Regions from separate parts of the Mus musculus genome. Here region 2 is linked to region 1. A link is a contact called in public promoter capture Hi-C data. All regions are on one chromosome and are shown on one strand. The core of a region is the stretch at or near the end of the contact, and the rest is flanking DNA. Distances in the headings are between cores, read along the strand shown. Region 1 holds the start of Ftx (Ftx transcript, Xist regulator (non-protein coding)). Region 2 holds the start of Uprt (uracil phosphoribosyltransferase).

Region 1 (5,341 bases), core at 1,610-4,109:
TGAACTCAGAAATCCGCCTGTCTCTGCCTCCCAAGTGCTGGGATTAAAGGGGTGCGCCACCACCGCCCAGTGAGACAGAGTCTTATTGTGTAGCCCTGGCTATCCTGGAACTCACTCTGTAGACCAGGCTGGCCTAAACTCACAGAGATCATGTGCCTCTGCCTCCTGAGTGCTGGGATTGAAGGCACTGCACATTGCTTCCTTTTTTTTTTTTTTTTTTTTTGAAATAGGATTTCATTCTATAGCTCAGGCTGGCATGAAATTTACTATGCAGCCTAAGTTGACTTCAAATCATTGATCCTGCCAGGCAGTGATGGCGCATGCCTTTAATCCCAGCACTTGGTAGGTAGAGGCAGGCAGATTTCTGAGTTCGAGGCCAGCCTGGTCTACTGAGTGAGTCTGAGTCCCAGGACAGCCAGGGCTATACAGTGAAACCCTGTCTCAGAAAAAAAATATCATTGATCCTTCGGCCTCATTTCCCAAGTGCTGGGATTACAGGATCACAAACACAAAACCACTGAACTTAGGTGCTATATCCCCTGCCCCAAAGCTGTTTTTTGTGTCTGTCTGTCTTTCTTTCTTTCTTTCTTTCTTTCTTTCTTTCTTTCTTTCTTTCTTTCTTTCTTTCTTTCTTCCTTCCTTCCTTCCTTCCTTCCTTCCTTCCTTCCTTTCTTCCTTTCTTTCTTTCTTTCTTTCTTTCTTTCTTTCTTTCTTTCTTTCTTTCTTTCTTTCTTTCTTTCTTTCTTTCTTCCTGTCTATGTCTGTCTTTTTCTTTCTTTCTTAGATTTATTTATCTATTATATATAAGTACACTGTAACTGTCTTCAGACACACTAGTAGAGGGTGTCAGATCTCATTACAGATGGGGTTGTGAGCCACCATGTGGTTGCTGGAAATTGAACTCAGGACCTCTGGAAGAGCAATCAGTACTCTTAAGTGCTGAGCCATCTCTCCAGTCTCTCTCTCTCTCTCTGTCTCTCTCTGTCTCTGTTTCTCTGTCTTTCTATGGTCAGGGTGTTATATATCCCAGGTTTGCCTTGAACTTTCTATGTAGCTGAAGATGACCTTGTATTTGATCATTCTCTCTATTTCTTGAATGCTGACATTACAGGTGTGTTTAAGTAGTACTGGGCATCTGAAGCCAGAGCTATGTCCAGGAAAATACTCTCCCAACTGAGCCACATCCTCAAACCCTAAACTACAATTGTTCCTATCTCTTATAATTAAAAATATCAGAGAAATTAAATTCTAGGAAAGAGATATCTTGGAAATTTAGAGATGATTTCTAACATTTCTATTTATGTTTACAGTTTGTCAGATGAACAAATATGTTGTTTCCCCTGGTGGCAATCAAGAAAAACTCTCTTACATGGAATCTTCAGATGGAACTAAGCTTGTTTTACAAGAAAAATTGTTTGAACTTTATTTTGTTTTTTGTTTTTAAAGATCTATTTACTTTTACTTATATAAGTACACTGAACTGTCTTCAGACACACACCAGAAGAATGCATCAGAGTCCTTTACAGATGGTTGTGAGTCACCAAGTGGTTGCTGGGAATTGAACTCAGGACCTCTGGAAGAGCAGTCAGTGCTTTTGACGTCTGAGCCATCTCTCCAGACCTAGTTTGGAGCTTGTAAGTACAGCCTGTTAATTCTGCATGAGTACAACTTTGTTCGAGATGTGAGCTAACACTTTTGTAGTGAACTCCAGGTAAACTTAGCTTAAAGGCTTCTTTCATTGCTCAAATTGGGCTGAAAAGAGCTTTTCCATCACACTCCCTTCCCCCTCAAAGAAAAAGCTCTTTCAGAAACCAGGGAGGGAATTGTCAAAGTGGGGATGTCTTACTAAAGCTGAAACATCAGAGGGGTTTTTTATGCATGTTACCTATATGTCCATTAGGTGTCGCAATATATCCAATGGCCCTGCCTTCTACTTCTATTCTGCTCATGATATTGTTTCAGATGCAGGCATGGGACTGCTTTTCCTTTTCTCCTCCTCCTCCTCCTCCTCGACCTCCTTCCCTTCTTCCTCCTCCTTTTTTCTTCTTTGTCTTCCTCCTCCCCTCCCCCACTCTTTTTTACTTGTATGGTTCTGGTGCTTTGATGCTCTACATGAAAATTCACAATTCAATGCAATGATAGATAGACAGGCAGGAGCCAGTCGGATGATCTCTCAAGATCCAGGGCTGAATAAGAAGGGGGAGTGGATCTTAAGGAGACCCTTAAAACTCAAGATTCTCCACAGGAAACAACATGCTGAGAGTGAAAATAGCCTGCCCCAAGAGTTCTGGTTCCAGGTATTAGAAAAAGACTTTTTCTTCAGGCTTTGTAACTTGGGCCCACAATTAAATCTACATACGTATATTTCCATTCCCCCAACCCCCCGGATCGGTGGAGGCTATTTTTTTTTCCTTCAGGATCTTTTGTGGTCCAAGCTGACCTAGAATTTGTCATGGAGGTGAGGTTGTCTATAAATCGCTGGAATTACAGGCACTTATCACCATGCCAGTGGTTGGTTGGTTGGTTTGTTAGTTTGTTTGTTTTCGAAACACTTGGAATATTGGGTACATCAGGAAATATGAGGGGGCCTAGCAGAGCTCCAGAGAAGCAGAGAAGGTCAAGAATTGTAGGGTGAGCCAGAAAGGGAATAATAACAGTAGTGAGATGTGATGGTAAATTAAAAAGGATGGGGACTTATTGATTAGAAAAGGGGCTGAGGAAAGGATGGGTGGTGGACGCCGGTATGAGCAGAGGTAGGAAAAGAAGTGTGGGCTAGGGACCTGAGTACTGGACTCAGTGGGCTGCTGTAAGTTGTAGAGGGGCGCTCTGAGGAGAGGGAGGAGCGCGGCGCATGCGTTGCAGCACAGCGCAGCGCTCCTGGAGAGGCTGTGGGTTCGTGGCATCCGCGCCGCGGCCGCAAGTATAGCAGGTTTCGTACCTGGTGTTCATCGCCGTTAAGTCATCGCTGCTGCCACCCAGGCACGGCTCTCTATGCCGCCGCTCCCTCCACCCTCTAGGCACTGCCTGCCGTAAGAATTTTAACTGCGACACTCGCTTCAGCAGGAGGTAAAGGAACGACGAAGGACGAAAATGTAACATGGAGGGCGGAGGAGGGAACTTGTGTCAGGGAGATCCTTAATTTGTGCATTTTCTCCTTTGAGGGGAGGGAGAACTGGAGGCCAGTACGAATCCCCAGCCCTCCAAAAGGATGTTGCGCATTACTTAATATTATGAAAGATTTTTAGACTTCTCTAAGCAGGTTTAAGGCACCTGAGCATCACTGTTTTGTTTGACATCTATTTAAAACAAAACAAAAAAAACTTTCGAGTTCTTCATTTGTTAAGGGTGAATCAAATGGATGAGTCTTTAGGATTAGGCTTCATCCGCTTTTTGTTTTCCTTGGGGGTGAGTGAATGTAGTTTGAGACTGACAGCAGCAGGCCTCGAACTCGCGGCCGTTCTCCTGCTTAAACTGGGATTACAGGCGTAAATCACCACGCCGGACTCTGATTCAGTGGTTTTAGGTTGGAGGGTTTTTAACTGTATTAAGGAATCCGTCTACCAAGTAGCCTCTCCCTTAGGCTGCTGACGGATTCCATCTGGGTTTGGGATATGCTTTATCGCCTACGACGTTTTTTTAATTCCATGTGTAACTTAGTTTATCACAGTTAATCCTGTTAAGGATTGTTGTTAATGATATGGTTTAGACACTGGGGCATAACTTTGGCGAGAAACACGTGCAGATGCACCCGGCATGAATATATATACATATATATGCGCATATATGTATATATATTCTTCACAGAGTTATCTCACCAGAGTAGCAGAACGCAGTGGCCACAGAGATTATATATATAATATATATAATATATATATATACACATATACGTATATATATTATATATATAATCATACACGAGAAGGGAGAATAGTAAAGATAGGCGCGCTTTGCGTGGATGCCAAAAGAGGAACCATATCACCAGGTGGTGGCGCTCAAGTACCCTTGAGAAAGCGTGACATGATGGGTAGGACTCTGCTGGCACGGGAGATCGTGGCCCCTTAGGCGAGGGTGGGGCAGAGAGGAGAGAAGGTGAAATCACGCATGCTCACTGCAAGCAGAAGGCCTCTGCGCGGGAATGAAAGTGCGCATGCGTAAGAGGGAGCATGTTGGCCGTTTAACACTAGGTATCGAGAACTGCGCGTGCGTGTTGCCAGTGGCTTGGCTGGGAGGGAGGGAGGGAGACGCGGAACGTTCTGGTAATTATGATTGCGAAATAGCGAGGGGTTCGGTAAGTTGTCCTTCGCTCAAATCGCCATTTTAGTCTGGGAGTACACTTAGAGAGGCAGTTCTACCATTCTAGTTGTTGAAGAGATTAGTCTGAGTGGAGGGTGTGACCAAACCCACTGGAAAAGAAAAAATCATTCCAGAATCTTAGTCTCTCCCTGGTCAGTCTGATAATGGGATTTTAAAATACAGAGGCAATAGTGAGGCTGCGAAAGATTGCTTCCGCAGCATGTTGCGCTTCTAGTCCAACCACATTCAGACAAAGCCTATGCAAAAGATCCTGGCCGAGCTTGGCTCTCCGCAGACTCATATCACCAGAGTAGCAGAACGTTGTGACCACAGCGAAGTGCGTTAAAAACCCTTGGGTTTTTCTCCCCTACAGAACATAGGGCAGAGGATTTCACTGTGTTTCTAAGTGCTTCTACATTGGTTGAAACCTAAGATCTGAGCAAACCACCTCCTGAAACTCTGATATGCAGAGTCATGTCATTGTCATTACCCTGAAAAGTAAAGGCAGTGGTGATAGGAAAGTGTCCCGGGGCTTACGTCTTCCCCTCCACCCCAAACACACACACCTTTCTCTTCTGTGGAACTTTCTGCATCATTTGGTCTGAGGTAGAAGTGGGAGATTGGAGGTTGGTTGTTTGCTTTTCTTTGGCTGCAGAACTGTTGTGCCTTTGAGGATTGCTAGTGAAAATCTATAGTAGTTAATTGCTTAAAACTAGTAATTTAGCATTTAGATATAGGAAAGGGTACAGAAGTTTAAAATGTCTTTTCTATTCTGCCAATCTTTTGCTGTTACAGTTTCATTCTCTGGGCCCGTTTATCAACTAATTCATATACAGGTCTATAGTACTTACTATCACAAGAGACCAGCATAAAGGTTTTACATAATGCGCTAACATTAACTTATTTCGTAGCCCCCACAATCCTATGGACTAGATAAACTATTACTCATTTTATTAAAAATGAGAACTTTGAGAACACATTAATTTGTCTAAGGTTTTATAGCCCATTGGATGGGCAAGGTATTTCTCCAGGTTTTATTGCTGCATAA
Region 2 (5,341 bases), core at 960-3,459, 860 kb before region 1:
TGCCTCATCTTTTTTAAGCCTCTATGCCATTAGATCATGTGATCATAGTTTTCAATACTGATTCTTTATAAGCAAATAGTACAGTTTCATAAATATAAGCTTAAGAGCTAGGTCCAGGCATAGCAGTGCACCCCGCATAACTCAAGCATTCAGGAAGCTAAGGCAGGAGGGTCAAACACTTCAGGCCAGACCGGGCTATACAGTAAAACTCCACAAAAGGTAGAAATAACCTTTAATGATGGAGCTCTATTACTTGCAATGAATAGCTGTAAACCTAATAAGCAAGGTCCATACACAAGTAATAATATTTAAAATAGAAAGGAAACCTTCCATTTAAAAAACGGTCAGGGAAAATCAGCCAGGAAGAATGAGTTTAGCCTTGAAAAAACAGGAGTTGACCATTAATAAAAAGGGATGTGGGGAATTCTAAATGAAAGCAGAAACAAGGAACCAAAGGGGGCTAAGCATGCCCAAATTGGTTCCAAATGAAGGCTGCTGAGATGGCAGTTATCAAATCAAGGCTGCTATGTTCAAAAGGCAGTTGTAGATGCATGCATGTGAGAGTCAGGAAAACTGCAGTACGGAAGCACTGGAGCCCACTACAAGAGTATGAAGAAACGGTTGCCAAATCGTATTTATTTTAGGGCATTTTTAAATGTCAAGACATGCTAGAAATACAGTGGTCTTAAATGAGCCGTAGCTGCTCATTTAAAGCTGCCAATAGGAGCCAGGTATGGTCTCAGGTCCAGTAGTTCCACCTACTTGGGAGGTTGACTTGTGCCTTGGAGTTTGAGGCCAAAGTTTGAGCAGCAATTTAGGAAAACCCTGTCTGATTAAAAAGAAGAAAAGAAGAGACAAGAGAAGGGAAGGGAAGGGAAGGGAAGGGAAGGGAAGGGAAGGGAAGGGAAGGGAAGGGAAGGGAAGGGAAGGGAAAAGAAAGAGAAAGAAAAAAAGGAAAGATGGCAGCTATATTTCACTGTGGTACATAGCTATCCAAGAAAATCCATATTCCAAAATATTTTAACTTTTCAAGTTCTTGCTATACTGATTTGTGGGATTAGGAGGATCCAACTTGTTCTTAGGTTACCTTTGCTGTTAACTACATTCTGTAAGTTTTCAGTAAAACTGTCTTGATAAGAGTGGAATCATAAACTTTCTGGCAACCAGGTAAAGCTGAACTCCCAATCAGTAAACAAAATGGCAAACTGCAGGAGCAAATGCTGTTGAGTCAGAGGGCTGGCGGAGCACATCATTTCCCTTGAAATTGCTTTAGTTTTGTGAGCTTGGGCTGTCGGGGTGTTAATAACCACAGGCAGTAACCATTCCTGGGTTATACATTTACCACGTGGTCGGGAACTGAGCAGATGGCATAGGGGTGTGTACCTGCCTGGCACAGTAGAGGATTGGTCATGTTTAAGACAGACAAAGAGGCCGGAAGAGGCTGAAGGCTACCTAAAAGGTTTCCTTCCTAAACAAAGCAATGTTAACCGCAGCAACTAAGAAGGGGCCACAGAAGTGTCTCACTGACTCCCTCCCTACTCACAGGCCAAAGAAAGAGGCCTGGCTCTAATCCCCAAAGACCAGTGTGCCAAATGCAAACAGAAGCTTTTTACTTTCACCCTGCAGCCCTCCGCTCCCTTTTCCCTTCCGCTCTAAGCTTACTTGTCCCGGATGATAGTCTGAAGCTCCCGGATCTGATCATTCATAGGCAGCAACTTAAGCTGAGCCCCAATCTGTCGGGAGAGTTCACAGTCCCCTAGCAGGGAGTCGCCGCCGACAGGTGCATCGTAGTTGCCACTGTCACTACTGTCACTGTGGTTCTCAGAGTGAAGATTAGTGCTGCAGCAGGCCGGAGAGTCCCGCTCCGAAAGCACGCTAGAATGGGCGTGCCCAGGGAGGAGAGTCAGCTTAGCCATAGCAGCGTTATTTTCCTCTGCATGATCCAGGACCCGGTCCTCGGCTAGCAGATGCTCGGGACTTGGGCTAGAAGTAGAGTTTACTTGCCGATTGTGACAGGGCATGGAGTCCGGACGCTGTAACTCCGAGGCCATACACGGGGCCCCCGAGCTATCCCCGCTGCTATCAAACCCTAGGGATAAAGGGCAAGAAGAAAAGGATGCGGACACGTGCGTCCTCCTGGCCCCTGGCTCCTCCAAATCTCTAACCCTGGCTGCCCTCTCACCCCTAGGCCTCTACGGTCCTTTCGCACGCTTTGCCCATACCCGCCCACACCAGACGCACTGCCGGCTTAGACACCTTATTGGCCCATCTCTCTGCCAGTCTACAGCATGCTGGTTTGTTAACTCTTTTAAGTCTTTCCTGCTTGAGAGATTATCACAGTTGCTTGGCAGAGGTGGCTAAACCAGAGATATCCCTGGTTGCTGAGTCCTCAGAAAACCCCTAGGACTTCTTGCAATCAGAACTTTGGTAGAGCCAAGAAAAGATACGGGTGGATTACACATGTAAGGCACTGTTTTCTAACTTTCTGTCTTGGCAAAGAAAACATACTTGGGTAGTTGGCTGCATCTTCAAGCTAATGGCTTATCTGTGTAACAGAAGAAGCAAAGTAAGAACAGCTAGCAGGCTGGCCTTTCTAGACTCTTCTACAAGATGTCATTTCGTGTGTGTGTGTGTGTGTGTGTGTGTGTGTGTGTGTGTGTGTGTGTGTGTTTGTGTGTGTGTGTATACAAATGTAAGGAATTTATTGAGCTTTCTGAATTTAAGATGACAAACAACAGCTTTTTTTTTCTTTCTGTATTGTTTTATTTTTATTAAGGCTTTTTTGTTTTGTTTTGTTTTGTTTTTTGTTTTTTGAGACAGGGTTTCTCTGTATCGCCCTGGCTGTCCTGGAACTCACTCTGTAGACCAGGTTGGCCTCGAACTCAGAAATCCGACTGCCTCTGCCTCCCGAGTGGGATTAAAGGCGTGTGCCACCACACCCGGCTTATTAAGGCTTTTTTATTAGATATTTTCTTCATTTACATTTCAAATGCTATCCCCAAAGTCCCCTATACCCTCCCCTTGCCCTGCTCCCCAACCCACCCACACCTGCTTCCTGGCCCTGGTATTCCCCTGTACTGGCAAGATGCCATTTCTTAAGTACGCTTGACCACTAAAATTTTTCTTACTGATACTGGTTGGGCACTGAATTGCACATGTTACTATGGCATAATTTTCATTACACTGTTTGTTCTCCCAAACAATACTTGGAAGGATGGCTTTTAAAAATGTTTAGGTACCCACCAAGAAAGTCTAGAATAATAATTTGCAAATGTCCATTGTATCAGAAAAATTGTAGAGCTTGTTACGATGCAGAGTTTTAACTTGACATGAAGGCACACATCTGTAATCCCCACACTTTGAAGGCTGACATGGAAGGATCAAGAGTTCAAAGCTAGCCTGAGTTATAAAGCAAGCTCTAGTCTCAAAAATAATTAAAATAAGCAATATTTGTTTGTGTCCTACTTCCAAGTCTATACATCACTATTTATCATTATAGTGTAGACATTTTAATGTCACTGCACAATCCCCACACTTTCGAAAGGTTGTACAGTCTTTTCACTTAACACATAATGCAAATTAAAGGGTCTCTGGGCTTAAAACTTGTATCTGTTAACTTCAAGTAGGCCAGAACAAATGTCTGTTTTGTCAATGAATACTCTTGAGGAATCCAATGAAGCCCAGTATTGTATCATGACCAAAGATAACCCAGCTCCAAAACTGTCCATTGTTTCATCATCCTGTGACCCTGTTTTCAATGCCATAGAACAATAAATTGAAACAGCACAAATGTCAGTCTGTCTTCTGTATTCGTATACTTTCTTTTTTTGTTTTTGTTTGTTTTGTTGTTGTTGTTGTTGTTGTTGTTTTGGTTTTTTTGAGACAGGGTTTCTGTGTAGCCCTGGCTATCCTGGAACTCACTTTGTAGACCAGGCTGGCCTCGAACTCAGAAATCTGCCTGCCTCTGCCTCCCAAGTGCTGGGATTAAAGGCATGCGCCACCACGCCCGGTTGTATACTTTCTTATATTAACCAATAAGCATTAGCTGGTTTATATTTTAGGTTCAGAAAAGATAAAAATTTACTAATGACTAATCAGAATAACACATTTAGTGTTGTGTTTTATAATTTATAAAGAAGTTATGAAGCATTCTCTTATTTGAAAAGTCAAGGTGGGAAAAAGCCAGGCATGGTAGCATATGCCTATAATCCCAGCACTCAAGGTGTTGTGAAAGAAGATCACCAAGGTTAGTCTGGGATAGACACACACACACACACACATACACACAGATACTCGTGTAAGAACCCTGTCATACAAAATCAAAATCAAATAGTTGTCCAAGATTGATTGTACATCCCAAAAGGATTAAAGCTAACACAGAAACCCGTCTTTCAAGTCTAAATCTCACCTTTACCCATACCTAAAGATATATGAAATCATTCAGTTAATGAAATACCGATTTCATCTTTTCTATTTGCCAGGGTGTCAAAACAGATACAAAGTAAAATAAGTGAATGTCTTGAAATTTTGAAATGGTGGTGGCCAGCCTGGATCTTTGGAAAGCAGGGATAATGTTACTCAGCACCAACCCTTTGTCATAGATGACAACAGGAGCGTTATCTCATATCAGCCCGGCTTTCCTGTTTATCAATTTCTGCTCTAGGTAGAAAGCCGTATAAAATAAAAGCTGGAAGATTCCCCTGTAGTGATTGATATGGTTCCATCATGGGTAGTTTGTTGTTTGTTTTAAATCAGTCTATTTTCTCTTTGTTGCTAAGATGTATTTAAGAGAAAACACATTTTCTAAAGCCAATAATATGAGAATAAATTTTTACCTGTGATGGATTGAAGTCCAGGCATTAACTTAGACTGTTACATTTCGAGAGGTTCAAGCTCTGAACATTGGAGTCCTTCACATGCAACAGTATAGTGACTATTCAGAACACTTTCATATCTCATTTGATATGGTAAAACAGTTAGGCCCAGTATAATTCTTGTTTTACATTTAATAAAATTCAGATTTAGGAGTTTAATTTAAAGTGACAACTGAGTATTAGTAAAGTTGAGAGAAATCAAAACTCTATTTTCTTTTCTTTAAGTATCTTACTTAAACTTTCTAATGTCTTGGGCTATGATCTATCTTCTTATATTCATTTTACAAGAAAATGAAGATAGAAATTAATTCACTTGACAATGTCATGTAAGCTATACATGCAGAAATAAGCATTGAAAAGTAAATTTAAGAAACTTAATCACACACACACACACTTGTATTATGTAACTGAATTAAGTACTCTGGATATAATCTTGTATTTCTACTTATGCCTGGCTGACCCATAGT

The links. Promoter capture Hi-C pulls out the DNA fragments that hold promoters and counts their contacts.
Region 2: a contact with region 1 is called in a promoter capture Hi-C map of hippocampal neurons, with 4 times the contacts expected there. The contact joins the promoter of Uprt here to the promoter of Ftx in region 1. A contact is called at or near these places in 3 of 39 promoter capture datasets (the 3T3-L1 cell line, erythroid cells and hippocampal neurons) and 1 of 115 datasets of contacts at active chromatin or transcription factors (embryonic forebrain).

What each region holds. Positions count from the first base shown.
Region 1 is chrX:103,621,272-103,626,612 of GRCm38.p6, reverse strand. It overlaps Ftx (Ftx transcript, Xist regulator (non-protein coding)), which reads left to right and starts at 2,859. Exons shown (of 11, transcript NR_028381.1): 1 at 2,859-3,066.
Region 2 is chrX:104,479,671-104,485,011 of GRCm38.p6, reverse strand. It overlaps Uprt (uracil phosphoribosyltransferase), which reads right to left and starts at 2,209. Exons shown (of 7, transcript NM_001081189.3): 1 at 1,663-2,209. The coding sequence starts at 2,051.